2 separate regions of the Anas platyrhynchos genome follow, and region 1 is linked to region 2. A link is a contact called in public Hi-C data. All regions are on one chromosome and are shown on one strand. Each heading gives the region's core, a stretch centred on a gene start, on an enhancer-like site or on the middle of the called end of the contact. The rest is flanking DNA. Distances are from core to core; before and after follow the strand shown.

Evidence for each region. Hi-C and Micro-C count contacts between places; a contact is called where the count stands out from the background.
Region 1: a contact with region 2 is called in a Hi-C map of subcutaneous adipose tissue, with 2.4 times the contacts expected there. The contact joins two enhancer-like sites. A contact is called at or near these places in 2 of 8 Hi-C or Micro-C datasets (skeletal muscle and subcutaneous adipose tissue).

The regions. Positions count from the first base shown.
Region 1 is chr8:35,945,493-35,952,367 of IASCAAS_PekinDuck_T2T, reverse strand. The region is part of intron 15 of FGGY (FGGY carbohydrate kinase domain containing); the gene reads right to left. Among named protein-coding and RNA genes, the nearest start is that of HOOK1, 41 kb to the left of the region's middle. Within about 2 kb of position 4,712, at least 4 of the 8 cell types and tissues checked have an H3K27ac peak or open chromatin away from gene starts, as enhancers often do. A contact at or near this core is called in subcutaneous adipose tissue, where this site is marked.
Region 2 is chr8:35,798,407-35,804,418 of IASCAAS_PekinDuck_T2T, reverse strand. No RefSeq gene overlaps it. Among named protein-coding and RNA genes, the nearest start is that of FGGY, 27 kb to the left of the region's middle. Within about 2 kb of position 3,093, at least 8 of the 8 cell types and tissues checked have an H3K27ac peak or open chromatin away from gene starts, as enhancers often do. A contact at or near this core is called in subcutaneous adipose tissue, where this site is marked.

The DNA of each region.
Region 1 (6,875 bases), core at 3,463-5,962, 150 kb before region 2:
CTGGGTGACCTCAGGGAGCCTTTCCTAGGCTGGGGTAGAGGCGGAACCACGACAGGACAAGCTGCACTGCAGCTGCACATACTGTTCCTTGCCTGTGCATAAATCGGGACAGGCAGAGCCCAGCTCTGCCTTTACTCCCCCCAGGGTCCCGCAGGCTTCACGGGGTCTCCTCATGGGGAGAGATAAGCGTGTGTGCTGGCACTATCACAGGCCTATTCTTTGCAGAAAGCACTTTCTGAAAGAAGAAAAAACAAAACAGAAGAAGCAAAAATGAACAACTATATCATTATCTACTGTGCCGAGATCTCAGCAGAGATCGTTTCAAAGATCCATATTGTTTACAGCAGCTGATGGGAGTAACAAGTGCTGAAGCTGTGCTCTCGCTTAAAGTGCTAACATATTTACAGTTTTCAGTCCTGTCCTTGCACTTATCTGTCATTTCAAGATGAATGCTCCTTTTGTAGAGGCTAATTACTTGCACGAACACTGCACCAGCTCAAAATCCCAGATTTGTTTTACTTTTCCATTAGCAGCAATTTTGTACTTTGGAAATTGCTTAATACAGCAAATATTAATATATATATATATATATATATATATATAGCTAGTTTTTGTTCAAAGGTATTTCTTTGGCTGTGACAGGTCTAGAATGGGGGGAGGGAAATTATGTTACTTTTGTCTGAGGAAAGTCTTAATTTTACTGTACAGCTTTTCTAAGTGCAACAGCCCATTGTTCTACTCTGGCTTGGTTTCTGGTTTTAGAATAATGTGTGAAGATGCAAAATCAGATTAGGTCAGTAACAAAGTGCTTGAAAAGACAACAAAGTGCTCGTTGTCTTATGCTCACTAATCTTCTTCTCTATATATAAAATGTGAGAAGTTTGGTAGAATCCCATCCTACCCCCTCCTCTTCCAACCTTGTAAGCCTGTAAAGCTGTCAGTCGTTTCAGTTTTACAGGAACAGAAGGAATGCAGGCCGTTCTACAACTCAGTAACTTAATTAAAATAATAATAATAAAAAAATACAACCCAGACATGCAAGAAAAAGGATACAGGTTAAAAAATAAAAGTCTTATCCTGTTTTACATTACATTCATTGGATTACTGGCCTGCCACAAACCAATTTCAGAGACAAATCACAAATGTTCAACAGTACAAGATGCATCTGCTCTTTGTGCTAATCCTGCAGTCAAAAAAGGGTAACATCTGATTTGCACAAGTCTTCAGCAAATAACTTTAACTGCAGTTGGGAAGGCTCAATCCCTGAGCAAAAGGAACATCCAGTCTCTCAGTGTCTTGTAGGATACAGCTTTAGATGCCTAAAGCTACAAGCCTGTGAATGAAAATGCTGACCTTGAATTAGCCTTTGCTGTTTCTGAGGAATTGCCATTACAAGCGGTGACCAAATTTGTGCTTTAAAGGATGTGGTCTCCCTTTCCTACCTAAATATTTACTTTAAACAAGAGTTTTGCATATGAAGTGCATTTCATCATAGATGTATAACACAACCTTTAAAGGTCATGAATGCTGTAAATATTAATATTAAAACCTGATACAAACTTCGGAGTGGTATTCATGCCACACTATATGAGCCATCTTTCATATTATATATTAGCAATGAAAACTACCACACATAATAAACTAGTTACAGTTCTAATGTAAGCTTTTGTTTTCCAGTGAAGTCAAAAGATTTTCTGATTAAGTGCAAGTGGGTCAGCATCTGCTGGCCTTTCCACTCTTACTTCTTTTAATCCACCAGAGCAATACCATTAACACTGCCATACATTTTCTTTGCACTTTTCATTCTATCACCTTTAATATAACTCTAAAGCTAGTCTGTAAGGTACTTAAACATCACCAGGTCTACTTCACAAATCAGCTGAATAAAGAGCAATTTAAATATTTTACCCAAAGTCAGAGACAGAATCAGCGGCAAAGCTGGGAATAAAACCCATGTTCTCTGATTCTCAAGTCAGGTAACATCTATTGTTTGCTCATTCACAAATTCTGCTTGTATTAACACCAAAGTAAACTCAGAAGAGCTTGGTACTACAGTGGTCTACGTTACGTTTGAAGTAGTACAGCTGATAACAGAACTTCACTCAGCATGTGTATTATCTCCTACTACCAGGCTGCTAATAGGAATTACATTGGCAAATACAGCTCTTTTTTCCCCTGTCGGTAAGAAATACTGTGCTACAGTTTATATGGTATTTGTTTGATCCGTAAAGCCAGGCAATCCATTTCTTATCTCAAAGACATTAAACAAGTCTGCTGATTTGAGGTGTTTTAACATTTCTGGACATTGGTATCTGTTCATACTTAAGGAGTTACAATATGAACTGGGACGCTGATAAACACAGAAAAGCCCTTCTTCTTTAACCCTTACTGCTAACACTGCAGAAAAAAAATCAAGCATGCTTGGATAGAAAATGTACAGAAACTCTCCTCTCCATCCCTAAATCCTATTGCTGTGCTACAGATATAAAGTATTATCCATTGCATATTTGCCTGCTTCCTGAAATCACCATCAAAAGAATGGCAACTGTCCACATTAGGATAAATTAAGAAAGTTACAAAATATAGCAAAAATGTGTATGGGAGGAAAAATTAGGCAGTAAAGTTTAAAGGCAGCCAAATGAAACGCTCATGTGAAACAGATCCTGTGTAATTAGCCACTAGGGGGAACAAGAGTCATGCTGCTTAATTAAGGTGAGGTCACTTTTAGCAGTGGGCTGGAAGGTTATCCTTTCCCAAGCAAGCTGGGGATGCTTAAACACTTTCTCTGTAAGCTTATGAGTGGGACAAAACTTTTCTGACATTCGGCAGGTTTCAACTTCCCTTTTCAGGTCTGTGTGTGCCTTGGCACAAGCAGTTAACTAAACGTGAAAGATTCATACACCTTTTGTATTTTCTAGCTGCAGTTAACCTATTTTCCCACCTGTAGCACCTGGTAAAATATTTGAACCAAAACATGGGAACAGAGGGGAGGGGAAGAAGAAAAGGGAGAGGCTGTGTTTTTCAGACAGTGTATGCTTTGGTGTCGCCTCTTCTAAAGTAAAAGGGGAGAAAAACCACACACAGCTCATGTGTGAGCTGTGTGAGAGTTGTAAAGCAACGCTGAGTGATATGGTTAGAATAAGGTAAGGGTACGGGAGGAATTGCCAGCCACCTGCATCCGTACCTGTCTGTGTTAACCTGAGAAACCTGCCAAGCGCTGTACCGTGAAAAGGAGGTGAATCTCTTTCCAGAAGGCAAAGGAGGTGCTGATTACAGCTCTCTGCTTCATGTGGCTCCCTCTCATCTTCCTATAGGGAGATGTACTACGTGATGTTCCCTAATCAGAGCGTGTTGCGAAGTTACACCCTAGCCCTTGGGGAACAAACTCTGCTCCACATGTGTTCAAGCTCTCCACTCCCACACCATCCACAGTGACCAGCTTTTTGTGACCTTGGGGCATGGCTGAAGCTGCACGAGAAAAATGAATGAGGCAAAAAGTAAAAGCCCCTCTCGGGCCGCTCTTTGCTGCCACTGCTCAGGACACCAACCCATTCATCAGTATGGCTGGGACTGAATCACTGGCAAACAATCTTTTCTATTACCATAAAAATGACAAAAAAAGTAATAGTTATAGCCTGTAAACACAAGACCCACATTAAATAAGAGCTCTACGTGGTACGCTGTGACTGGTAAGTGGTACACTGTAACTGGAAGCAGGAGCCCGCTCCTATTAGAGCCAGCTCAGCCTAAAGAGTATCAGATGTTACTCAGGCCTTAGAAGGTCTGAGACAAACTCTGTGTGTAAGAGAAAAAGAAGGCAAATGACTCATGACAGAGTTTGTTTTAATATAAATGACTTTTTCTGGCTCTTTGCTTTTAAAGACTTGCCATTTTCAGATCTTGAACAGCTAACCTAGGCAGCTGCCTTCCCCAGCCAGTGTCCTTCATTTTGTGTATAAAACGCTGGCATTTACAAACTCGTATTCGTCTGGCTAAGGGAGGGCAGTTTATTTTAGCACTGCAATCAATGCCATCATAAATCTTTCCTCTTCCAGTCCAGGAACACTGGTATACCCTAATCAGTGCTATATGGATATGCTGTACCCATAAAAAAAGCAAAATGCACCACAATGCTTAACCAAAGTACTGCGAGCCTTGAGAGCAGACCTGAGGAATGAGCCCCAAACCTTCCCTTCCTCTTCGCTTTTTGCTATGCGAGGATGTGGGCACGGGGCTAAGATATGGAAAGAATAGAGAAAGTAAGAGAGAACAGAAGAGGAATACTATAAAATAGGAGAAAAAGAATCAACAGATGAGAAAAGCAAAAAAAAGTGGAAAAAAAAATAACTGAGAGGCACAAACAAGAAGCTGGCAAGAACACAACAGAGAAAAAAAAAATCAGAGTGGGAATAGGGATGTAGGCAGAGGGAGATGGTAGGGATACTGGGTATTTTATACCCAAAAAGCCCCATTCTCCACCATAACTACATTCTTTTTCATGTTTCCTTTAGTCTCTTTCCATGCCTGTCCCCTGGGTCTCCGCTGGGATGAGTGGAACTTCCCCATCCAGAAAGCCGCAAGTTTGGCATTTTGTGTCCTATGGCAAATGTGCTGGCTACACGGTGTTTCCATGGGGGCAGAGTCACACAAATAAAGCGAAAAGCAAAGCTTGCCTGTCTCCCTTCCATGCAGTACAAGAATCATCCCTTAGATGGGACCATTGCAAAATTAAACAGCCTTACAACCACGGCCAGTAAATAGTGAGTAATGTGCTTGTATATACAAAGCTTTTATACCAAACAGTCAAAGAAAGTGAGGATAGCTCATCACAAAAAGACCCCATTTATTAGAAGAGCTTCAAACAGCTTAGCATCTTTAGGGCCATTACTCATCTCTTTCACCTAAGCTAAGTGCCAGCTTCCATCCTTGAGGCTAACACATCCAATTTATCAGCTGTAGGACGCTCAAACACAGTTTCCCCCAGTCCAGTCTAAAGATACAGGATTAAATACCTCAGCTATTTTATGACAACAGACAGGGAGAAGCCAATCTGGGAAAATTTTGCAAAAATTCTTACCAGACGTTTTGAAAGCAAAAGTCTGACACAGGGCTGCTAGACTCAGAAATACTTTGCTGAATACATCCAAGGAGTTTAACACAGTTGTGAGCTACAGGGCTGGGCAATGAAGGACCTTCCAAACGCAACACATTAGCATTCTTCAGCCCCCACTTTCGGGAGGGAGAGGTTGGGCTGGGTGACAGTATGGCCCTCCATACACATTCTTGCCCTGGAGAGATTCTTCTGAGGAAAAAAAAAATACTGATTAGAAGTCATTTTTCTTTCCCAGAACGTTTTGCCTTGGAAGGTCCCCTAGGGACAGTTGTGCTTCCAGAACTCCAGAAGAAGCAAGGCAGCTGTGCAGGTGAGATGTAACCGTTCCTCAGCCTGCACTGCCACATCACTTTATTCCTTGGCAAAGCAAGGTGCTCCCCTCAGCCCTTCCACACCCACTCTCCTTCCCAAAATCTCTGCCTGGTAAAGGACTATCTGGAAGCTGAGTGAAAAACAGCAACTTATAGGTGGTGCTCACACAAATAGGTCCCTCGTGGGTCAAAGCCATTATGTACTGAAGGTTAGTAATGTTCAGGGGAATGCAACCCTTAGGAGCATTACGCATGAAGTGCAATCCCTATAAATTATTCTTAGCTGAGAACTGTTCTTGTAAAAGATAACAATGCAACTCATTTTTGCTGCTTGTCCGCTCCCATAAGGCACAGCAAGATATGGGCACTGTGCTCCTCCTTATTCATGGTCCCCCAGTGCTTTTCAACCCTAACCTGGAGGAATATCTTTGAGCAAAAATCTGCAAGTTATGCTTTTCCATGCCCAGTTAGTGGTTAGCCTTTCTGCTTATATTTCCTTCAAGAGTGACAATTATGGTCTGCTAATCGCTACGTGGACACTTGTCCCAGTAAAAACAAATCAGAACCATACAGCAATTTTATATGGGTTGTCTCTACGGGTCACTGTCCAATTTCTAGTATTAACTTGTGCATTAAAAATAGTTAAGCACTGTGGGTGTGAAAAGTTGCTTCAGAACACAAAAGAAAGCAAGGGTTGGGAGTGATCTATGTCTATATCTAAGAAATCAAGGAAGCAAGAACCTATGATTAAGCAAGACAAATAAAGGAGAATAAGAATTCCAGTGCTGAAGATGTGGAAAGCCAGTATGCTAATAAAGCAACTGGCTTTTCTTGCTAATAAAACTAATAGGGCTTATGGGATCTCTAACACTTCCAATCCATGATTATATAAAAGAGAATAAAGAAATACTACTTAACATAAACCACAGTGAAATGAGATGCATTGGAAATGTTTAGATGGTAAGAGTCTTATTAAGCTACATTAGGGCAAAATAGGGCAAATTTTGAGAAACAAAACCCTCTAGGCATCTTTAGTAGAAAGGATGAGGTAGTACTTATATGGTAAAAAACCTTCAGATATAGGATGGCAAAAGTATGCCCAGGTGATACAAACTACTGGCATCAAATCCCATAAGTAAGTGATCATGACATTCTTCAAAACTTTACCACAAAAAGACCACGAGCTCTTCAGACAGCCAGTGCAGTGACTCTACACGCTCGTGCTTTGCTGCAGAACAGTCTGATCCCCTGCGCTGACATAGCAAGAGTGCAAATCCCAGATGGAAAATTAATCTCACAATGTAGCCAGATTGAGTTTCCAATTCTCTAGTGCATAACTTGAAGGTTGTTCTGCTCAGCTATTGAAGAGGTGAGGGCATGGAGACTTTAACTCGTTTGACATCTCAAACATTATTTAAGCAAGACACTCTGAAAAGGACCTTGCTGGCCAC
Region 2 (6,012 bases), core at 1,844-4,343:
TTCAAAGTGCTAACAAGTAGGATAATCCAATGATGGTATCAATTCCGGCGTGACGCACCTAGCACGTGACCATGGATAAGCCCATTTAGAGGCTGCCTTTTAACAGATATTTGGAAATCACAAATATTTAGAGATTTGGATTGAAATGTAATAAAGTTTACCTCTTAAAGATCTTCTCTGTAGAATCCTATAAACGTGTTGTAAAATTTTACAGAAAGATCATTCCTCTAACTGTTGTGCTCTGGGGGCTTTCCTGTAATAAATACCTGTGCTGCTGCTACATTTTGGAACACAAACTGAGCTTTGCTGCTCAGTCAGATCTGTTGTCTGAATCATGTAGCCCTAAATTCAAGATTTTGCCATCAAACTCCTGCTTGTTTGGTGAGAAAATAGGTAAGAGGCAAAGCTGAACAGAGCCACACTACACGTTTTATGTTCGTTGATGGAGCTACAGAATACAGGCATTAATATCACAGAGTAGCTGTAGAGTTGTAGGACTCATCTGGTTCTTTCTGAGGACAACAATGAAACCACACACTGGTTTCATTTGGGTGAAGGTGCTGACTGTGTTCTCAGAAAATAATACTGGGCCAGCCCTACAGAATAACAAACAGTTTTTGAAAGCAGTGATTGTAGGAAGAGCTGAGCACATTCAGCAGCATCACTGCTGCAGGCACAACGAACATGTTGGGGGCCTAAAACTGAACCCACTGAAAACAACCGGAAAAGAAAGTATGTCTGCCCTACATATTGTGCTGATAAAGGATATAAGACATCATACTGTAATACCTGGGGAACACCACAAACACTTGTCCAACATCTAGACAGCACAAGATATGCTTAACCCACCCTAGCTGTACAACGGTGTACCAAAAGTTGGAGTGGCAGCGGCATCTTGGTGGAGCGATAATGGATTAAGATCGTTTCAGTCCAGGTACCCTGCAAAAACCTCCAGATGACCTCAGCAGTCCCTGAAAATCCTGACCAGCCTTGTGCTACCTCAGGGCCCCCTGGTTTGGGAGGTGTTCCTCTGTGAACGTGGAGCAGATGCTTGTTGAAGCACTGGTGAAAAGGACTGTCACGGTGAGCTGCCAGCGTCGTCCGCGTTCTTCTCCTGTCCCTGTCACACAACCAAGCCCACCGCTGGCACTAGCTGCCTTCCCTGCTTACAGCTTTCATCTATACAGAAACTGAAGAGGTGTGGGGCACGGGTTAGATCCATGACCAAGTGTTTAACCATCAGGACACAAGGCTGGCACGGCACTTGGTGAGTGCTCTGCCAGCCGATACCCAGACACACGTGGGGGACCGTTCCCTGGAGGCTGTCTGGAGGAGGCCACCTGCTTCAGAGGCAGGAATGGGGGAAAAGAGTTGAATCATATGGATATGAGTCATGATCTGCTACTTTGTGTTCGGGTTGTTTTATTTTTTAGCCAGAGAGACCGGGGAATGAATGGTCACTCTTCCTGAGGCACTGAACTACTCTTCCTGAAAAAAAAGTTACTTACTGAAAATAGCATTTTGGTGAGAACATGCAAAGAGAAAGCTTTTCTCTAGGTTTGCCCTCTGCTGTGGCTAAGCTGAGGCCTGCAGTCGCTTGGGCTGCCATCCAGCTGGATTCAGAACAATTCATTCACTAGAAAATGCAGAAAAAGAAACAGGAAAAAACTATATGAGGTTTCCATGGCCACAGGACTATATACTTTCTTCTGACCGTTATCACAGATTTCAACACTTGCCAGTTTGCCATCCAGACAAGCAATAGATGTCAGAAATAATGTTTGCTTTTAGTGAGCGTTTGTTCCAGATACATCCCAGGGAAAGGTACTGGTTTTGAGCCCAAACAAGTAACACGTTTTCATCTGTGGACAAACCACAAAGCATAGACATCCAGACATCTAAATGTTGGCTCTAGATCTCTTCTTCAATAACAATAATTTCAATGTGATTTCAAATTATTTTAGATTTCTAAAGTTCATGTTCTTTTGTGATGGTTGTTGATAATAACATGTCAGGTGAAACACAACGTAAGGCTTACCAAAGGACTAAGATATTAAAAATTACAGCAGTTGTTGGAGAAATTGCACAAATTTTGACTAATATTCTAGAACAAAGAAGAGAAGACAGAAATAAATCAGCTCCCCTTATCAGTGATGCTGGACTGTAAAGCAGATCATCCTGAATTCATTTGTGACATATTCAAGAGCAGCAGGTAGAAGCGCAAGCAGTCTTTCTTCTTTGCTCTCCTATGTGCTTGGTCAGCCTACCATTATTATCTAGACAACAGAAATTAGTGCTTAAGAGGAAAAAGTCTCAAAACGTTCATTAAACACTATGTTCTCTGTCACACTGTTGCCCTATTAAAGCCCCCACGTCCTTGTCCACCAGGAATACCTGGACTCTGCATTTGCTATGTAGCCTTCTTCCCTCACTTCCTGAAAGTTCATTTATTTAAAATCCTTGCAGGCTTGACACATTTCAGGACTGAAAGGTTCTGTAGAGAATTGGATATCTTAGCCCAAATTCCAGGCATGTAGTCTAAGGACTTTGCTAAACCAGAATCTCAGGGCTGTTGAGTTACTATTCCTGTAACTCAGAGGTTTTTGCCAAAGTGTAATAGATTTAAAAAAAAAAAAAAAAAAAGGGGGAATGGAAAGAAAAAAGAGAGTCTCTGTGAATCTCTGTACGTATCTTTGCTGACTAAACAGTCTGCACAAAGCACAAGCAACTCAATAGTTAATAACAACAGGATTATCCCCCCCAACACTTGGTCTGAAAGGGCTACAAGCTCTGAGTCACTGCACAGTTGATTTAAGCTTAACCCTAATAGCTCTGTTATGCTGTGGCTTATTCTTAAATCTTCTTGGAAGCAGGAGAGTGTCAACAATAAACTTGTAAGGTTTAACACTCTAACACCAGGTAAACTGCATTATCTCAATTACAAGGATCAGCACTGTCCTTGCCACTGCATCACAGAGCTGTAAAGTAATGCTGGAGCAAAAGCATGTGCCTGCTGGTATATGCCTGAAGAGGTTCTGGGAATTAATTCTGCTTTGCAGAACTATTCCAGTTATTCATGTGACTCAGCGGCTGAGACCGGGATCTTCCTGCACTCACATGCTGGCGTGCTGATTCAGGCTGGTTCAGCAGCGCGGGATAGGAGAGACACCTTATCAAAAGAAAAGCCCTCCTTGGGGACAGGCTCTCCCTGCAGTAGCAAAGGAAATTTCCGTTGCGCTATCTGGAGCAGTCCGGCGGGACAGGAATAGCAAGTCATTAGGTCTGGATGATTTTCCTGAGTAAGAAGGGAACCATTATTTTCAACCAAGAAAATAGTTCTTAGCGTCGCTGCTGCGATGTCTGCCCAGATGTATTTTCAGGGCTAAGGGCTAGCACCGTGTCAAAGGAAAGCAGAGCTCTGCACTTCTGCCTGCAGAGTCATACCTAGCTATTTCAGTCACACGTGGCATTCTGGCTTTATTTATAAATGTTTTTGAAAGGATTAATGCCCGGCTAACCCTTAGCATAAGCACGTTGCAGATGGGAACAGTAAATTGTAATGAATTTATCAGCACCCCCTGGACTTATTCAAATTTGTGTATGGTCACAAGGACATTTGTAGTAGATTAACCCTTTATAAAGCAATTGCAAATAATATCTTGACCTGCAAGGCACTCATCATCCCCATTAGGCACAGAAGACGGGAATTATCTGATTAAATGCAGGCATGGAGGAAACCTCAGCAACTGAGCCAGTCACTCCATGCTCTCCCTGAGGATAACAGAATCAAGGAATTGAGTTGAAACCCCCAAAATTCAACATCTAAAATTGGTCTATCCAATGGTAGCCGGAGCATTTCAAGTGACTTGCCTGGGATCTTACAAAACAGACTGTGGCAGATCAGCACCAAGACGCACGTTTCCTAATTCGTGTCCTTGTTCTCAGTCCACAAGACTACAGCTGCCCTATAATCACATAATTACAGTCCTGCTTCAGTGAAGCTGTGAATATAATTAATCAAGGGTCTTAAATCTGCCAGCTCCAGAAAAAAACAGACTTCCCTTAATATTATGCACAGCCCAGTATTCCTGTAGGAGCAACTACTGTAGTCAATACAATCTAGGTCAGCCACCTAAACACTGCAATACACAAACGTACCTGGTTATGTGTGGGGGTTACTTCTTACACAGAGTACCATGTTTTCATGGTCCATGCTGACATAAATAGCAATTACACAGTATTTTTGCTAAGTATTTTGGCACCTGCAATACCAAAGTATTGTTTCCTGCATTTACTTGGGTGGGGGGAGGCTGTTTCCTCAGCAGCCTCCCCCCACCTGGCCTTGGACTTGGATTTTCTCTTTCAAATGAGATTATTTTTTTATCTGCTCTGCTGCTCACTTCTCCCACAACAAATGGTACATTCAAGGGGAAACAATGCGTTTAACCCCTTCAATGGGTAAAAGTATAATCACAGCAGTCCCTGATACATGTCTGAATAAAAAGAAGCCATCTGCTGAAACAGGCCTTGGTAGGTATCAATGGGTTGGAGTAGAGGGGAAAAAACAATCTATAAAACTGAAAACAATGATGTCCATAACAGAAATGAAAGGGGAAAAGGGGAAAAAAATGAAAGACTCTCAAGATGTTCTTCTCCCTTCCCACCCCAAAGATGTGGAAGATGTTAATTACTTGTCAGACTACAGCTGTGGATGCAGGTACAGCCTCTCACAACTCCCTCCAGACGGTACAGCTGTAAATTCCTACCAAAAACAGAACTTAAGCATTTTTATCTACGTGAAAAACTTGAACATCAGGTGCTGAGGCATAAATCCACATGGTACTTGAGGGTTAAAAACCAGAGGAAAACTGTAGCCTGGGAAAATTAGGGGCTTTCCATTCCCGGTGTAATGAAACAACAGATTTAAAGTTCAGAGTGAGAAAAGTCATTGAAAGGAATTAGATTTCCAGCTTCCCGAGACATACAGGCTTTGTTTTTCGAGGCTATTGATAAATCTATCAGTCTCCCGATTACTGTCCCCTCGTCCCCTGAAAAACCTTCTAAAAAGGAGTCTGCTGCCTTAATTGGAAGGAAAAGGGTTTAAAGAACATCCACTGTAAGGCCTCTCTGAAGAAGGAAAGTCCCTGGAGGCAAAACAATAATTGGTTTTGACCTTCCGCAGTTAAGGAGGCGTTGGTAAAGACTAGACTTAAACACAGCCTGACAACTGCGAGTTCCAATCAAATTCAGAAGGAGACGGAAATTGGATAAGCAAATTCCTTTTTGTTCATGACCCCGGTGCCGCTCTCCTTTCCCCCTGCAGCATGACACATCAGAATCTTTCCCGCGTGCCATAAATCACTGGCGAGACAGCAGTAGCCTTTGAATCGCTGTCTTATGTTACTCTCCCATCTCCCAGGCGAGCAGCGGGAGCAGTCCCCGCTCTGCTCCGGAGCAGCCCAGCCGCACAGCCCGGCACGGCGCAGAGGCTGGCTGCAGCGAGGAAGGAAGCAGCGTGAGTTCAGCGCTGTTTTCAGCACGGTGTAAATTCCCTCGCTTGGAGTTTGGAAGAAGCCCTCACATTAGCGCCGGCAGCAGCTTGCCAATTTAAGGAAATTTTGGGTTTGAATGCAGGAACTCACGATCCCCACTCTGTCAGGAGCTGCAGCTGGCAGAGTGCTTTCCTTCCCTTAAATTTGAGCTCATGGAGGACGCTCGATGCCAGCACTACTCTGGGAAGCGTAATGCTTGTTGTGTTACCTTCTGCATGGCAAGTGCATCTTGTCTGGGTGTCCATGCAGACCCCTGGCAGCAGCTGGAGGCACCTTGGTGCTCCCCGCAGCCTGTGCCTGCCCACACTCATCGCCACCGCTCAGCACCGCCGCGCTGGCCCCATGCCGTGCAGCTTGCCAAGGCCTCCTCAGGCTCCTGGGGTTGTTTGTTACCTACAAACTCCACCGCCTCCAGGTAAATCAGAGAACCCGAAACTCATTTTTCTGTTCTAAGGACATC